Linked DNA regions of Mus musculus: region 1 is linked to region 2. Evidence: chromatin contacts called from public Hi-C data. All regions are on one chromosome and are shown on one strand. Each heading gives the region's core, a stretch centred on a gene start, on an enhancer-like site or on the middle of the called end of the contact. The rest is flanking DNA. Distances are from core to core; before and after follow the strand shown.

Region 1 (3,098 bases), core at 455-2,954, 130 kb before region 2:
ATTTTTAACACCTTTAATGCTTTGGAAGAACCTCAGCGGATGCCGAAATGCATAGACAGAAACCAGGATTTAGTTCCTAGAGAATATGAAATAATATCTAAATCCTAGCTTCACCTCTGGGGCATACATATATATTCTATACATTTCTTGCTACTCTTTCTACTATTTGAAGTCTCTCAGTGTGAGAAGCTTAAGTAAAATTCATAAGCCTATATATGCAACAGCAGCATCTTGATGGTAAATTTTGGCAAAGGTCTCATTAAATATAATAATTTATATTCTATGCTTATACAAACATGTATAAGCATATAACCTGGACTTTGCACAGGTTTTTTGTTTTTTGTTTTTGTTTTTGTTTTTGTTTTCAGGCTACAAAGTATCTACTTTCTATTTCTGAAGTACCAAATATATGTCACAATTGAAATTGATAATAAAAGACCTGATAAATGATAAAGGTAGCTGACTTCAAGAAAGAAAAGCTTGCCTAAATACATTTGAAAATGCTGTCAGGGGTTATTGATGCTTGCATACTGGAACCAATTCAAGAGTGCTCAAAGATTGGTAAAAAGAGATTAAAATACTAAAGTTTCCATGGGTATTTCCAGGTTCTTTAGTGCTTATTGCAATTTAAGAGATTAGTAGAATACGTACTACACTTTAAAAAATCACCTTTATTACACTTTTCTCATATGTATCATTGTTTGAATATAAACAAAGCATAACAATTACATTAAACACATGAGAAAATAGTCTGCCTAACAATGACTCACAATTTACAATAGGAGTTGTAATGAAAAGTATTAATGTATTGTTAGAACACGTTTAAAGTTACCTTTTGAATTTGTTTATATAACTATTGGCTCCTTGTTAACAAAAAAACATGGTAAGGAAAACTGTCCAAGAATACATTTTAGGGACCCAGCAGAGAAAAACCTTCATTTTAATCTGAAACTGAAGGAAATGTCCCCATGTCAAGAGCTTGATCTCACATAAAGCACTTGTTCCACGAAGGCGAAGACGCCCCTTCCTCTTTTCATACTGCAGCACCCTGTCCGCAGCAGGTCACAATTAATAATGTCTCATTTGTAATCTTTACACTGCTCCAGAATTATGCCCATCCGTGCTAGAATTGTTTCCTACGATTTTTCCACATATAACTCAGAAGACCTGGGGCTCTTACCTGAGGGCTATACAAGACAAACTTTGTTTATCACTTATGCCAAGGGCTGTAATCCTGATCTGAAACAGCTGCTCTAATGGTGTCGTGGATCCCTGGAGGAGAAGTGACTGTCACCCTGAATCCTGGGGACCTGGCCTATGGGAGGTTTTGATGTTCACAAATGAGGCTTAGACAGGAGGAACCAATGCTGAAGGATTAGGTCCCAGTTGTGAAGTGCAGACTCATTACTTCCCACAAGTTACAGAAGGCCCCTCCCCCTTCCCAGGAACACTCAGGGCTGGGGCAATTTGTGTAATTTGTTTTTAGAATGTATTTTATGCAATGTCTCTCCTCTCTCCTTTTCCCACCCACCCTGCTTCTCTCTCCTCTCTGTAGGTTTTAATGAAAGACATTGCCACTCCTATCCCTGCGGAGGAGGTGAAGAAAGTGGTCAGAAAATGTCTGGAGAAAGCTGCCTTGATCAATTACACTAGGCTCACAGAATATGCCAAAATAGAAGGTCAGTGCCCTGAGCAATTGCTGAAGTGGCTGTGAGAGCCGACAATGCCTATTAACTGAATTTTCTATGAGAAGTCCTTTCCTTCCCTGAACAATCCTGTGCCGAGGCAAAGGGAAATGTCTCATTAAAATCTCAGCTGGCGAACTGAAGCGCTTTTTCCTATTCATCGCTTTAATATGCCTCCTGGGACTCGGCTTGAATGAAAGACCCAGGATCCATGCTTAAGTTGTCCTTTGTTCTTATTTTGAGTTTTCGAGAAACCAAAAGGTGTTTTCATGGGTTGTATTTTTTTGACATTACTGTAAGTATGTCTAACATTTAAACTATGGGCTGTGGATGCTTTGCTGATTGGTGTCAGTGTAGCATTATGTAATTTTATTTTCTGATCTGCACTGTCACTCGGTGGTGGAAGAAACTTGTTGATTGTTATGTGGGCTGGAGTAAGCGGGGAGAACTTCCTGCCGCTGTTAATTGCTGGCTCTATATTGATGCATTTGAAAGATTAGACCTCTTGAGAGGACTGTGCACTTTCTCTCTTTCTTCGAGCTTTATTCATTAAGGACACTGATATTTTAAATGTTTAGAGATAAGTAGATGGGAAGGTACAGCTGAGTCACAAGATCAGCTTTGATATTTCAGGCTTTTGAACTGGTTGACTTCAAAGTATCGGGAAAGATTTTAAGTTATTTGTTCGAATTGTCATGAAGCTGACATACATCACACAGGGGTCATTACCAGAAAGAAAGGAAAAGTTTGTGTTTTGTTAAATATTTATATCTTAAAATAAGAGGGAAGCCATCCTGTAGACAAAGATCAGTCACTTTTAGTATTTTTAGATTGTGCTTAGTGGACAGTTAATTTATAATTAATTGGTATTACAATAATTTTATAAATATTCAGCCAGTGGAAAAGAGAAATGTTGTCTTCCCTTTTTTTATCTCCAAATCTGGACAAGCTCTCTAACAAGCATGTGATAACCAACCTCCTGAGTGATTAACAAAAAAGCCATCTCATCACCATAGCAACCAATATTATATCAAGAGAGTAACAACATGAAACCTCCTTAGTTACCAGCTTAACATCATTAATTATGATATCATGTTGTGTTAAAGCAAACGCAGTGAACACTCGGTCGTTTGAAGGAAGTGGAAGATGAACACTTTGGTTTTCATTTGTGAATACTCGGTCCACGTAGCTTTCGTGTTGGGGAGTGTTGAGGGTTCCAAATGTGATTGAAAGAGCTTATCCATGAACCGACATTAAAACAGTTCAAGTATCTCAGAGGAAAGTGTGTGGGGATCTTTAGGCATTATAATACCTTTTGTACGAATATATTTCCAGTTTAAAATGTGCAGACAGAACTTTGTCTTTCTGAGCTCCTCTGGCAATGCTTTGCTGCTCTGCGAGAACTCTGAGATG
Region 2 (3,035 bases), core at 157-2,656:
TGGGGTTCTGCTCTCGGCGACCGAAGGCTCCCGGTTGACCTCTCCGGGGAAGGCGCGCGCCGCTACTCGGGCGGGAGCCGCGGGGACCCGCGCAATGGGAGCCTCAGCGTCCGGCCTTTTCATGGAAAGCTCGCCCAGCTAGCGAATTTGGGCCCCAGGCGTCACACCAGGAGGGCGCTGGGCGCGCGGGGGAGGGTGGGGGGGGGTAGGGGACGCTTAGGGTCTCCAAACGCTCGGGGGGGGGGGGCAGAAATGGTCCGTGACCACCACACTTTGTTCGTCTGCGCGCACAGACACGCGGGGTATCGCGTGCACTGATGAGCCGCACGCAGACGCTGGCAGCCAGGGTAGGGATCGACAGATTGTATTCCCCTTCTCCGCTCCACGTTTAAAACCCTCTGCTCTGGAAGAGCAGTGGGCGCAAGTTCTTTGGAGAAATGCCCTTTCGGGGTTCTCTCTGGAAACTCAAGGAAGCGCGCTCACGCGTGTGTTTGTGTGAGTTCAATCCGCGTCTAGGTCTCTGGCCGTGTGGCTCCCTCTTATTCTTTGCAACTCAACTTTGTGGTGCTGGTGCGTCTTTCCCAGGCCTATTGCCATGGGCATCGCTTTGACAAAACCACAAACGCATAACAAGCCTCCCAAGGCCTTTACATCTCAAGGGCATTTTGGGAGGCCAGTTACCTGCTGGTGTCTTCCAAACGGTCCAGACGCGGCTCGAGCTGCAGCGACTCCTTGATTCAGGGAATGAGCACCACCTCCCGACCTCACCCCCCAGACCCCCTCGAGTCCCGGAGGATGAAAGTGGGCTGCGTAGGAGGAGGCATCGTGGCCCGAACTGAGCTCAGGCAAGCCAAGCACAGAAACCTCGGATTTTGCCGTCAGAGGTTTCCTGGTCAAGGCTTTCTAGAGCCTGGCGTTTGATAAATATAGCCTGGCATTTGCCCCTGAATTAGACTCTGTTTCCTTATTTAGCCCTAGCACAATGATTTTAGATGATGTCACTTAGAGCTAAACGAGAAAATTGATCTCAGATTTGCTTGGCCTCTAAAGCCTGGTTAAGCAGATTGAGAATTAAAAAGACAGAGGAAGCTAGGGGGAGGGGCAGCTGAAGGGTAGAGAAGTGTGTGCGGGCGAGTGCTTGCGCGTCGGGGAGGGCTCTGCGCGTTGCAGAGAGCGCCCCCGCCTCTTCTGGGCGGGGGAAGCTCTCTCACCAATGAAAAGTAGTCACCGACTGCAGAGAGAAAAAAAGTTTTCCTGTTGACTGTTGGAAGCGAATTGAGCAATTATCTAGTTTACCTTCTCCTCTTGGAAGTTAACGATTGGCGAGATCTTGGCTGCGTTATTGACACAACACTTTCTATTGATAGAAATAAGTAGTGATTGTCCCCGAGTCATTGGTGCGCCAAGAACTCTGCGATGGGCTGGCAGGAGTCCATTGGGCTGGGCAGGCAGGTTCGGCTGGTGATGCTGGGGAGGAGGAGGAGGAGGCTGCTGGTGGTGACGGTGCCTGTCCTCTCCGCAGGTCTGTGACAAGCAGGGGACAAGGCAACGATCCCGCGACTCAACCCCGGCTGACCGACGCTGGCGACTCAGTCATGGACAGTAGCTGCCTCAACGCGACCACCAAAATGCTAGCGACTGCTCCAGCTCGGGGCAACGTGATGAGCACATCTAAACCCTTGGCTTTCTCCATCGAACGAATCATGGCGCGCACCCCTGAGCCTAAGGCCCTGCCGGTCCCCCACTTCCTGCAGGGAGCCGTGCCCAAAGGGGACCCCAAGCACTCTCTGCATCTCAACTCGTCGATCCCCTGCATGATCCCTTTCGTCCCCGTGGCGTACGACACGAACTCCAAAGCGGGAGTGAATGGCTCAGAGCCCCGCAAGGCGAGTTTGGAGGTTCCGGCGCCGCCCGCGGTGGCGCCCTCTGCGCCGGCGTTCAGCTGCAGCGACCTGCTCAACTGCGCGCTAAGTCTTAAGGGCGACCTGGCCCGCGACGCATTGCCACTACAGCAGTACAAGCTGGTAAGGCCGCGTGTGGTCAACCACTCTTCGTTTCACGCCATGGGTGCCCTGTGCTACCTGAACCGAGGTGACGGCCCGTGCCACCCGGCTGCGAGCGTGAACATCCACCCGGTGGCCTCCTACTTTCTCAGTTCCCCTTTGCACCCACAGCCCAAAACGTATTTAGCCGAAAGGAATAAACTGGTTGTACCGGCAGTGGAGAAACTCCCTTCGGGAGTAGCTTTCAAAGACCTGTCCCAGGCTCAGCTGCAGCATTACATGAAAGAAAGCGCCCAACTTTTGTCGGAAAAAATCGCTTTCAAAACCTCGGATTTCAGCCGCGGCTCTCCAAATGCCAAGCCCAAAGTTTTCACTTGTGAAGTCTGCGGCAAGGCAAGTCTTATGCCAGGAGTTCCTTCTTCCTTCCTTCCTTCCTTCCTTCCTTCCTTCCTTCCTTCCTTCCTTCCTTCCTTCCTTCCTTCCTTCCTTTCTTCCTTCCTCTCTCCATCCCTCGCTTCTGTTTTAGTATTTGGGGAGTGGAAGTATAAACTTGTTTTGCCCCCTCCCTCCTTTTTATCACTTTGGATCCAATCTGTGCTTCCGTTAACCTGTTTTCCTTTGTGTTTAATTTTTAAGGTCTTTAATGCGCACTATAACTTAACCCGTCACATGCCGGTACACACAGGAGCCAGACCCTTCGTGTGTAAAGTGTGTGGGAAAGGTTTCCGGCAAGCTAGCACCCTTTGCCGGCATAAGATCATTCACACACAGGTATGTTCCTCCGTCAGAAGTTTACCCGAAAGGCTTTGGAACCATTTGGGGGGAAAAACGCATCGATATAGCCTCATTCTTTAGCATAAGACCTTCTGGGCTGTGGAGGCTGGACTGGGAGGCCTTGTGTTGTTATCTTTGACCTGTTTAAAAGCTTCAAAGTGTATGGTGATGATAGGATTCCGCATCACAATAACCAAGTACTGTAAATTAAGTTCTCTATTCTTCCCTTTCTCTCTGCTGCTTAGGAGAAACCTCACA

What was found. A called contact is a pair of places that touch in the nucleus more often than the background predicts.
Region 1: a contact with region 2 is called in a Hi-C map of olfactory sensory neurons, with 4 times the contacts expected there. The contact joins the enhancer-like site here to the promoter of Fezf1 in region 2. A contact is called at or near these places in 1 of 39 promoter capture datasets (cranial neural crest), 5 of 484 Hi-C or Micro-C datasets (embryonic somatosensory cortex, immediate neuronal precursor, liver and 2 more), 5 of 115 datasets of contacts at active chromatin or transcription factors (embryonic basal ganglia, embryonic forebrain, embryonic midbrain and 2 more) and 1 of 9 other capture datasets (embryonic stem cells).

The regions. Positions count from the first base shown.
Region 1 is chr6:23,381,462-23,384,559 of GRCm38.p6, reverse strand. It overlaps Cadps2 (Ca2+-dependent activator protein for secretion 2), which reads left to right. Exons shown (of 30, transcript NM_153163.4): 16 at 1,556-1,679. Among named protein-coding and RNA genes, the nearest start is that of Fezf1, 130 kb to the right of the region's middle. Within about 2 kb of position 1,704, at least 22 of the 459 cell types and tissues checked have an H3K27ac peak or open chromatin away from gene starts, as enhancers often do. A contact at or near this core is called in embryonic basal ganglia and olfactory sensory neurons, where this site is marked.
Region 2 is chr6:23,246,635-23,249,669 of GRCm38.p6, reverse strand. It overlaps Fezf1 (Fez family zinc finger 1), which reads left to right and starts at 1,406. Exons shown (of 4, transcript NM_028462.1): 1 at 1,406-2,396; 2 at 2,640-2,774; 3 at 3,023-3,035. The coding sequence starts at 1,596.